Regions from separate parts of the Canis lupus genome. Here region 1 is linked to region 2. The links are chromatin contacts, called in public Hi-C maps. All regions are on one chromosome and are shown on one strand. The core of a region is the stretch at or near the end of the contact, and the rest is flanking DNA. Distances in the headings are between cores, read along the strand shown.

What was found. A called contact is a pair of places that touch in the nucleus more often than the background predicts.
Region 1: a Hi-C map of blood shows a contact between it and region 2, with 3 times the contacts expected there. The contact joins the promoter of MED7 here to the enhancer-like site in region 2. A contact is called at or near these places in 5 of 9 Hi-C or Micro-C datasets (amygdala, blood and liver).

Annotation. Positions count from the first base shown.
Region 1 is chr4:53,882,640-53,887,196 of UU_Cfam_GSD_1.0, reverse strand. It overlaps MED7 (mediator complex subunit 7), which reads right to left and starts at 1,672. Exons shown (of 2, transcript NM_001253899.1): 1 at 1,606-1,672.
Region 2 is chr4:53,789,346-53,793,888 of UU_Cfam_GSD_1.0, reverse strand. It overlaps ITK (tyrosine-protein kinase ITK/TSK), which reads left to right. Exons shown (of 17, transcript XM_038534925.1): 17 at 1,724-4,207. The coding sequence ends at 1,795. Among named protein-coding and RNA genes, the nearest start is that of CYFIP2, 11 kb to the right of the region's middle. Within about 2 kb of position 1,953, at least 5 of the 20 cell types and tissues checked have an H3K27ac peak or open chromatin away from gene starts, as enhancers often do. A contact at or near this core is called in blood and liver, where this site is marked.

The DNA.
Region 1 (4,557 bases), core at 423-2,922, 94 kb before region 2:
AATGCAAATGCTGAATAAAAGCAGAAAATTATTCAGACTAATATACTTCTAAAAGCAAAGTTTTAAAAAGAATACTTTTCATCTAACGGACTATCGAGATTTCAAATACTCCATCATTCAACAAATATTAGAACACCTTCCATGCGACAGGCGCTGGATGCCAGCAGAGGTCGCACTCTCCCAGGGCAGCTCTTTCTGTCCAAGGGTCTTGCCCTCTCATGCTTCTATAAAGACCACTTTTTTGCACCACAGACGTCTCAAGAACTCTTTCTTGGCTGTTGGTTTCAAACCCTAACATCTGTCCTACGTCACAAGTGCATAAAAATGTGCACCAAGGGTGTTTAATGCAGCGAGGTTTGAAAAGAGTAGGAAAAGCCGGAAATCATCCATGACTTCATCAATATGAGGAGTGGATAAAATATTTCTCTGTAATATAAGGCGGCCCTCGAGTAAAAGGGGTAAAACTGCTTGCGGGGAGTGGGGGGTGGAGGTGGGGGTGATAAACAGTGTTTATATGTGATTACTACCAAAATCAGAGAATTAGCATTGATCTGGTTACTTCAAAAGCGACTGTAAGAGACAGCCCAGGCTCTGCCTCACTCAAGCATTTTTAGTTGGGCGCCCGGTTCCGCGCCTCCCCACGCCACAAGCCACAAGCACTCCTCTATTCAACGTGCAGGTTCCCAGTCCCACGTGACTGGCACGTTTTAAAGCCTCTCGGCGGACGCCTGGGTGGCTCAGGGCGGGATCCGGGGATCCGAGATCGAGTCCCACGTCTGCAAGGAGCCTGCTTCTCCGTCTGCCTGGGTCTCTCATGAATAAATAAATAAAATCTTTAAAAAAAAAAAAAATTAAAAAAAAAAAAAAAGCCTCTCGGTCTTCCTCACACGCCTGTCAGCTTCCTTCGCGAGAGGAAGACTCCGCGTCTCGGAGGGGCCGCCTGCGCCGCGTCGGGGCTAGCGAGTCCACGGCAACGCTCCTCATCCCGGCTCCTTTCCGCGGCCCAGGGCAGGCTCGCCCACGGAAGCAACCTGACGAGTCGCACCGATTCTGCTCATTCCTCCACCGCTTCTCTGGGGCCAACTCTTCCGAGGCGGTGTCTCCACTGAAACCGGCGCCAAGCGTCACGGCCGGTGACCGGACCCCAGACCCCCCTTCCGTGGGGCTCAGCCGACAGGAAGGCATTCCAGGGTCCCGCCCCGCCCCCGAACACCTCCCCCTCGACGTGGCCACCAGGCTTGGGATCGCGGCCTCCTGCACCCCGCACTACCGCGGCCGACCTCAGGCTCCATCCCCGACGAGCGCGGGCAAGGCCCGGGGGCCGAGGCCCGCCACGTCCGCCCGGCTCAGCACACCCGCGGCGCGGGACTGGAACTCAGGGCTCCCCCACGGAGGAAGCCCCGAGCGCGCCGCGCCGACGGCACCTTCCGCCCGGCTCCCCGCGAGCAGCAGCGAGGCCGCATCTCCGAGGGATGTGGGAGAGGAAGGTGACGGAGCGTGTCCGCGCCAGGCTTCCCCCATTCCCAGCCGGCCCTGGGGGAGCCGCGGGGTCCGGAAGGCGAGACGCACGCGGCACGAAGCCGCAAGCCGTCGCCGCCCACTTACCTCAGCCCAGGCTTGACGCTGGAGCCGCCTTCGCCTCCGCAACCGAAAGCCGACTTCCGGCCACCTCCTCCAGGAAGAAGCCCGTGACACTGCCCCTTGATTGGCTGAGAGAACTGTATGTTAGCCGCCGCTCTAGTCCCGCCTCCAACCAAAACCTTGCTACTGCGCCTGCGCGTATCTCCCCGCGCCCTCGGCGGTCGGGTCGCCGGCGGCCTCGGGCGTGGGGGTGTCTGTGCTAGTACTTTCTATCAGTAAAAGCTGCAACTGGTAGCTTCGCTCCTTTGTTATCTTTTTTTTTTTTTTGACACCTGAGATTAACTTATCCGTTTGCCTTACATGAAAATTAGAAAATGCAGATAAGCCGATTTTTAAAAATTAGATCGACTCTAATCCTACTGTCCAAAATAGCATTACATTTATTTTCAATCTGGAAATATTTATGAACGAGATCGGGAATTCATAGCGTTCTCAGTTTCTATTTCTTCACATTCATATTTATTTTCATTTAGGAATTGAAACATAGCTATGTTTCCAGGTAACAAAAAATGTATCAAAGTTTTTGGGAGGTAATTTTCAGAAGAAGTAACAAACTTATAAATTCGTGGAAATCTGACGAGAGCATACTGGACATAAAAGAAAATTGTTATTCTGATAAAAGTTTTCAACTTTGCCTCTAAAATAAGATTACTTGGTTTCATTTTTTAGAAAAGAACGAGATTCCGAGTATATGCAAAAGTAGAGGGGCGCCTAGGTGGCTGAGTGGGTGAAGCCTCTGCCTTCAGCTCAGGTCGTGATCCCAGGGTCCTGGCATCAAGCCCTACTTGGGCTCCCTGCTCAGCAGGGAATCTGCTTCTCCCCCTCCCCTCACACTGCTCTTGCTCTCTCTCTTCCTCTCTCAAATAGATAAGATCTTTAAAAAAAAAAGTGTACTCATTATCCACCTTCAATCTATATCTACCCATTAGATCTAGACATTATTTCGTTTTAATATACACGTCCAAAATAGGACTCTCATTTTCCCCCATAAGGATACAGGTGTTATATCATTTAAAAATAAGTTAGTAGAGGTGCCTGGGTGGCTCAGTGGTTCCGTGTCTGCCTTTGGTTCAAGTTGTGATCCCAGGGTCCTGGGATCAAGTCCTGCGACAGGCTCCAGATATGGAGCCCGCTTGTCTCTCTGCCTACATCTCCGCCTGTCTCTCTGTCTTTCATGAATAAATAAAATCTTTTTTAAAAAAAATAAAATAAAATAGTAATTATTTAAATTCATCAAAATCAAGGGCACTTAGGTGGCTCAATTGTTTAAGCTTCTGATTCTCAATTTCAGCTCAGTTCTTGATCTTGGGGTCATGAGACAGCCCCATGTCAGGCTGTGTGCTCAGCCTGCAGCCTGCTTAAGATTCTCTCTCTCCTGCCCTCTGCTCCACACACCCCCCCCCCTTACCTCTCTTAAAAAAAAATCATAAAAATCAAGTCCTTATTTGGATAACAATTGCTTCAGGATCCAATAAGCCTTTGTAACTGGCTGATGTGTCTTTCAACTACCTTTAATCTTTGATTCTAAAGTTTCTGTTAAGTAACAGAAATTTAACCCAGTAAATTTAAGAGATCTAATTGGATTTTTTAATCTATTCATCTATTGGGCAAAATCCCATCTAGCAAGTAATGGGGAACTCCAAGGATTTGTGCCAAGTGGAACATTTTTCTAGAAAGGAGGGTGGAGCAAGGAAGTTATTAGCAAAGGAAAGGTTTGTTTCACACAAGGTCACAATCCTTGAGGGGGAAGAGCAGGGCCTTATTTTGAAGATTACCTCATCTTCCTTTGGGAGTGGGGAACAATGGCCCGTGCCATAGATTACTTCATTTGGTGCTGATCAGAAAATTCTAGATTGATTGATTTAAAATTCTACTCTTGGAAAGGTTGAAACTGCAATTAAGTCTTGGTTTGCTATCCTGGGGTGGTTTTCTTTCTTTCTTTTTTTTTTTTTTTTTTTTAAAGTTTTATTCACTTATTTTAGAGAAAAAGAGAGCATACATGCTCACGTGAGCAGGGAGAGGGGCAGAGTGAGAGGGAGAAGCAGACTCCCCACTGAGCATGGGGCCTGTCGAGGCTTGATCCCACAATCCTGAAATCGTGACCTGAGCCAAAACCAAGAGTCAGACACTAAACCAACTGAGCCACGTAGGCACTCCTTTATGGTTTTCTTTTTAATAGTCTTTTCCATCTCCATACCACATCAGTGTATTTGTTGAAGAAATCCATTCACTTGTGAGCATACCCCAATCAGACTTTTCTTCCCCACTCATCCAATGTTGTTACAGGGTTGCAGGGTTCTTGTCTCACAAAGAATGAACCCCATGGGTGTTCAAAGGGTGAAGTGACGTGAAAGTTGACTAAGTGAAAGGGAGAACAGAAATGAAAGAAAAAACTCTCTAGAGTGAAAGAGGTCCCAAATGGGTTGCCACTGTGGGCTTTTACTGGCAGTCTTTTATTGAGAACTGACCAGAAAGCATGTGGCCTTGAAATTCTTGTGCCGGCTTGGTTTGAGCAAAGACTACTGATAACATGACTTACTTCTTTGAGGTATCGTCATTTTCTGTGATTACAATGTAGCTGCCCACAGGAAAAAAAAAAAAAAAAAATACTCCCTAACATTCAGGGCCAGGCGGTCTGGTTTGTTCCCTTATCTCTGGTTATGTCAGCCTCAGCATTTCTCCAGATCTGGGATTTTTGTGAGCCTGGTCACAAAGCCACCCCAACTCCAGCCCCCTTCATGAGCCTCCTCAAGAGAGTTAGGGGCCTCCTCTTTGTCCCTGCCTAGACCTTAACCCTTTCCTTACTCAATGCAACCTACACCAAGACCTCCCATGCTCATTCCTAGTCTTCATTTTACTCCACCTGCAGCAACATTTGGCACATTTGATCCTTTGAATTTCCCCAGGACTCAGTTC
Region 2 (4,543 bases), core at 704-3,203:
TTGAAGGAAACTTTTAGACTCTCTTCCAAAGTGGCCGGTACCATTTTGCATTCCCATCAGCAATGAGAATTCCTGCTGTTCCATATCCTCAGCAGCATTTAATGTTATCAAGTGTTTGGGGTTTTAACCCTTCTAATAGGTATACAGTGGTAGCTTTTTGTTTACAATTCTCTAATGACATATAATGTGGAGCATCTTTTCATATGTTTATTTTCCGTTTGTATATCTGCTTTAATGAGGTGTCTATTGAGATCTTTTGCCCATTTTTCAATCAGGTTATTTGTTTTCTTGCTTGAGTTTGAAGAGGTCTTTGTCCTTTATCAAATATGTGTTTTGAAGATATTTTCTCCAGCCTGTGGTTTATCTTTTCTCTCTCTTAATAATGTCTTTTACAGAGCAGATGTTTTTAGTTTTAACAAAGCTCAACATCAATTTTTTCTTTTAGGAATCATGCTTTTGGTGTTGTAACTAAAAATCTATTACTGAACCCAAGGTTGCCCAGATTTTCTCCTGTGTTATCTTCAAGAAGTTTTCTAAGTTTTGCATTTTACATTTAGGTCTCTGACCCATTTTGAGTTCATTTTTGTGAAGGCTATAAGTTCTGTGTCTAGGGTCATTATACTGCATATGGCTGCCTAATTGTTCCAGCACTGTTGTTAAAAAACAACAACACTGTCCCACAAATGGCCTTTGCTCCTTTTTCAAAGATAAGTTGACTATATTGAGTCTATTTCCAGGCTCTCAACTCTGTTCCATCAATCTATCTGCCTCTTCTTTCACCAATACCACATTGTCTTCATTACTGTAGCTTTATAGTAAGTCTTGAAGTTGGGTAGTGTCAGTCCTCCAACTTTGTTCCTCTTCAGTATTATGTTGCCTATTCTGAATCTTTTTCCATGTAAACTTCTGAGTAAGTTTGTCAATATCTACAAAATAATTTTCTGGGATTCAAAAAAAAAATAATTTTCTGGGATTCTGAGTGTGATTGTGTTGAATCTATAGATTAAGTTGAAAAGGAATGACATCTTAATAATATAAAGTCTTCCCATTGTTGAATATGAAATATCTCCATTTATTTGGATCTTCTTTGAGTTCTTTCCTTAAAACTTTGTATTTTTCCTAATACATATTTTGTGAGATTTATACCTAAGTATTTCCTTTTTTGCTGCTATTTAGCACTTATTTTATGACATATTTTTAATTCATGACTTTATTTAATTCTCGCAACCGTCTTATAAGATAGAGACTATCATTATCCCCATTTAACAGACAACAAAACTGAGATTCAAACAAGTTAAGTAACCTGCTCAAAGTCACACAGCTGAGTGGGAAATCTTAGATTCAAAAGTAGGCCATATGGGCAGTTCCGGTGGCCCAGCGGTTTAGCGCCGCCTTCAGCCCAGGGTGTGATCCTGGAGACCCGGTATCAAGTCCCACGTCAGGCTCCCTACATGGAGCTTGCTTCTCCCTCTACCCCTCTCTCTCTCTCTCTCTGTCATGAATAAATAAAATCTTTAAAAAAACAAAACAAAACAAAAAACAAAAGTAGTCCATATGATTCCAGAATACCTGCTGTTAACAACTTTTACATCATGGCCTCTAATAATATATATGGAAGCATATTTAAGAATCCTCAGAGGGCTATTAAATTCTGGTTTGCTTTGTTATTAACTATGACACATAAGGACAAGGAACTCACAGAGTTCTTTTCTTCCCTCTCTAGAAACCAGAGGACCGGCCACCTTTCTGCAGACTCTTGAGTCAACTGGCTGAAATTGCAGAATCGGGACTTTAGCAGAGACTCAGCACGAGGCATGGGCTGCAGATCCTGAATGGGGGAAGCAAATTCTCCCTTCATAGAGCATTAAAAGCTGCCACCAGCCCAGAACTCCTCAGAGGCAGCTGGCCTGTGGCGTCAGTCCCTAAGCCACCACAGAGGCAGCACCCTGACAGAGGCTGGCACCTGGCCACCAGCAGAAGGCTCAGCCCCTGAATCGGGAGTGAGGCCAGAGCAGCAGCAATGCCTTTACCCTCCTCCCAGCCTCTCATCTTGTGTGGTTTGCAAACCTCAATCTGATAGCTTTCAGACAACATTTCTTGCACTTCTTAGAGAAAAGGAGGGACATGGTAGGACTGTGGTTGCTTATTTTTATTTCCAACATGGATCTAAAGTTTATGGTCAAGGGATTTTTACTTGGCCCCACAATACAGAATCCCAGGATATGGGGCAAGAGAAATGACGAGTGTGATGCTTTTTCAAGGAGAACTGGTGAATTAATTAAGGTCAGAAAGAGCGACTCAGCCGTTGTGATGCTGTCAGCCACAGCTTCCTGCCGTAGAGGATGATGGAACAGCTGCTCACACATGAGGCCAGATATTCTGAGAAGCAGCTTTATGAGATTTTACTCATTGAGCACACTGCCACCTCCCTCCGTGAAGGGGCATGATGGACTGGGGTGAACAATTTGGATCCCGTGGTTGGAGGTGGCATCTGCCCAGAAAGAGGGTATCAGATGGTAGGGTGTCAACTGGTACAGAGAAAGGCCTTAGGTTGATACCACCCTGATGCCCACTTTCAGTACCAAGCTGGGCAGGTGACGGTCCCTTTCCTCTGCACAGAATGCTTCACAGCTATCCTGGGAGAAGATGATCGCTTCTGAACACTGGCTCCTACTGGGACTCAGCCATGGATTCTTCTGACCTTTAGGTTTAGTTCCCTCTCTGCACTCTTCCACCCTCATCAGCAGAGGGCAGCACTATGCCGGGCAGAGTGGCCTTGCAGAGATCCCGAAAGGTTCTTTAAGCCCTAGGAATTTGCAACTTTAAGACAACGCTTCAAGTCTCTGAAAGTCTAGGAGAGGAATGAAGGGTCTGTTCTCGCTCCAACCATCTGGATGGAAACTGAGTCAAGCACTGAGTGGGGTGCTTCCAAGATGCACAAGGCAGCCTGTGGTCGATTGAGCACTGAAATATGCAAGGTGAATATGTACTGAGCTACGGGCCTTATCTGCAGAATTTTATTTCATCCTGAGTTCACACCAACCCCATGAGAAAGTATCCTTATTTCCATTTTACAGATGATAAACCTGAGGCTTTAAAAAGCCAAGACAGCTCCCCTAAGTGACAGAGTTGTCTGTGACCAATGCAGTTTCTGTATTTCTATTCAACACTGCCTCCTACTGAGGGTGAAAGGGGTTGCAGAGGAGGTAAATAACAGCTGGGGGAGACCTAGAAAGCGAATTAAAGAAGTCAACCACCAAGTAACGTTTCTCCCACATAGACCATTATGGCTGGCTGTGTAGCCCTCCAACTTGGAATAGGATCTTCTTTTTCCCATCTGGCTCCTCATCTTTGTCAGAGGATGGAGTTACTCGGTTAATTAACCCTTTGAATCACCCACCCCTCCAGAGTCATATTGCATGAAGCCATTTATAGGTGAGCTAAGGCAGTTTTGGAAGATCCTCCTGCAGGTGTATAAATGCTTCCTTTAATTATCATTTTGGCTTTGAGCCAGCTGCAGTATTCTTGGACATTTTGTGGAGAAGGGTATTCCCCGGTGTAAGAGAGATTTCATTTTCCTACAATGTTCAGATAAAATTTTAGAGAGATTCTTAGATGGTGTTGCTATTAGTTCTATCTAAATCGTGTGATATTTTGACCAGCTGAAGATTCCAATGCATAACTTTTAACTATAATTATTGTGAAACTGGTTGTCTCAAGATATCATTGTATCAAATGTATCATTCAAAAGGTGATCTGATTCAACATATCCTAAATCATCCCTGTTTACTTTCTGGCATTTTGTACATTCTCTTGTGGAACCTTTAATTAGAGATGCTTTCTGGAACATCCAGTCTAAAAGGAAAACATCAAAATTGATTGATTTCTGTGGCTTGGTTTCAAAACTTGCCCCTTGCATGGTATTATTGTGTTCAAGCTCAGATTCATGGGGGACATAACTGAACATGTTAACTCCTCAGTGTCCTATCCTGCAAAATGGGCTTCCTGCCTGTTTTTTTCTACTCCATTCACAGTTTGAAAATGGTATCATGTGTTCCCAGGGAATTCCCTTATACAAGGTTTTGGTTCTAGATGCAATTTATAGATTTTGCATTTTGTACCTTTTAAGACTATTTATATTTGGATGTAATGAATATTTATTAGTGTACAGTGATTGCTAGTATTCACAATAAAAATGTTACAAATATCTCTAACTGTTGGGGTGACTGGGTGACGGGCACTGAGGGGGGCACTTGGCGGGATGAGCACTGCGTGTTATACTATATGTTGGCAAATTGAACTCAAATAAAAAATCTCTAACCATTTATAAAGCATGTATAGTTAAAAGTTGGGTCTAGCAAATAAAGCTGTATGCTTTAATAAATACAGTATATATGGCCTGGGTTCCATATTTGCCCAAATGTCAAACAACCAAAAATTTTCCTTAAATAAAAATGATTACATGGCTTCATGTTCCAAAGTAAGGACTATATATCATGCAACATTTGTTCAACAAGTAAATATCAAATGCTTCCTGTGTTCC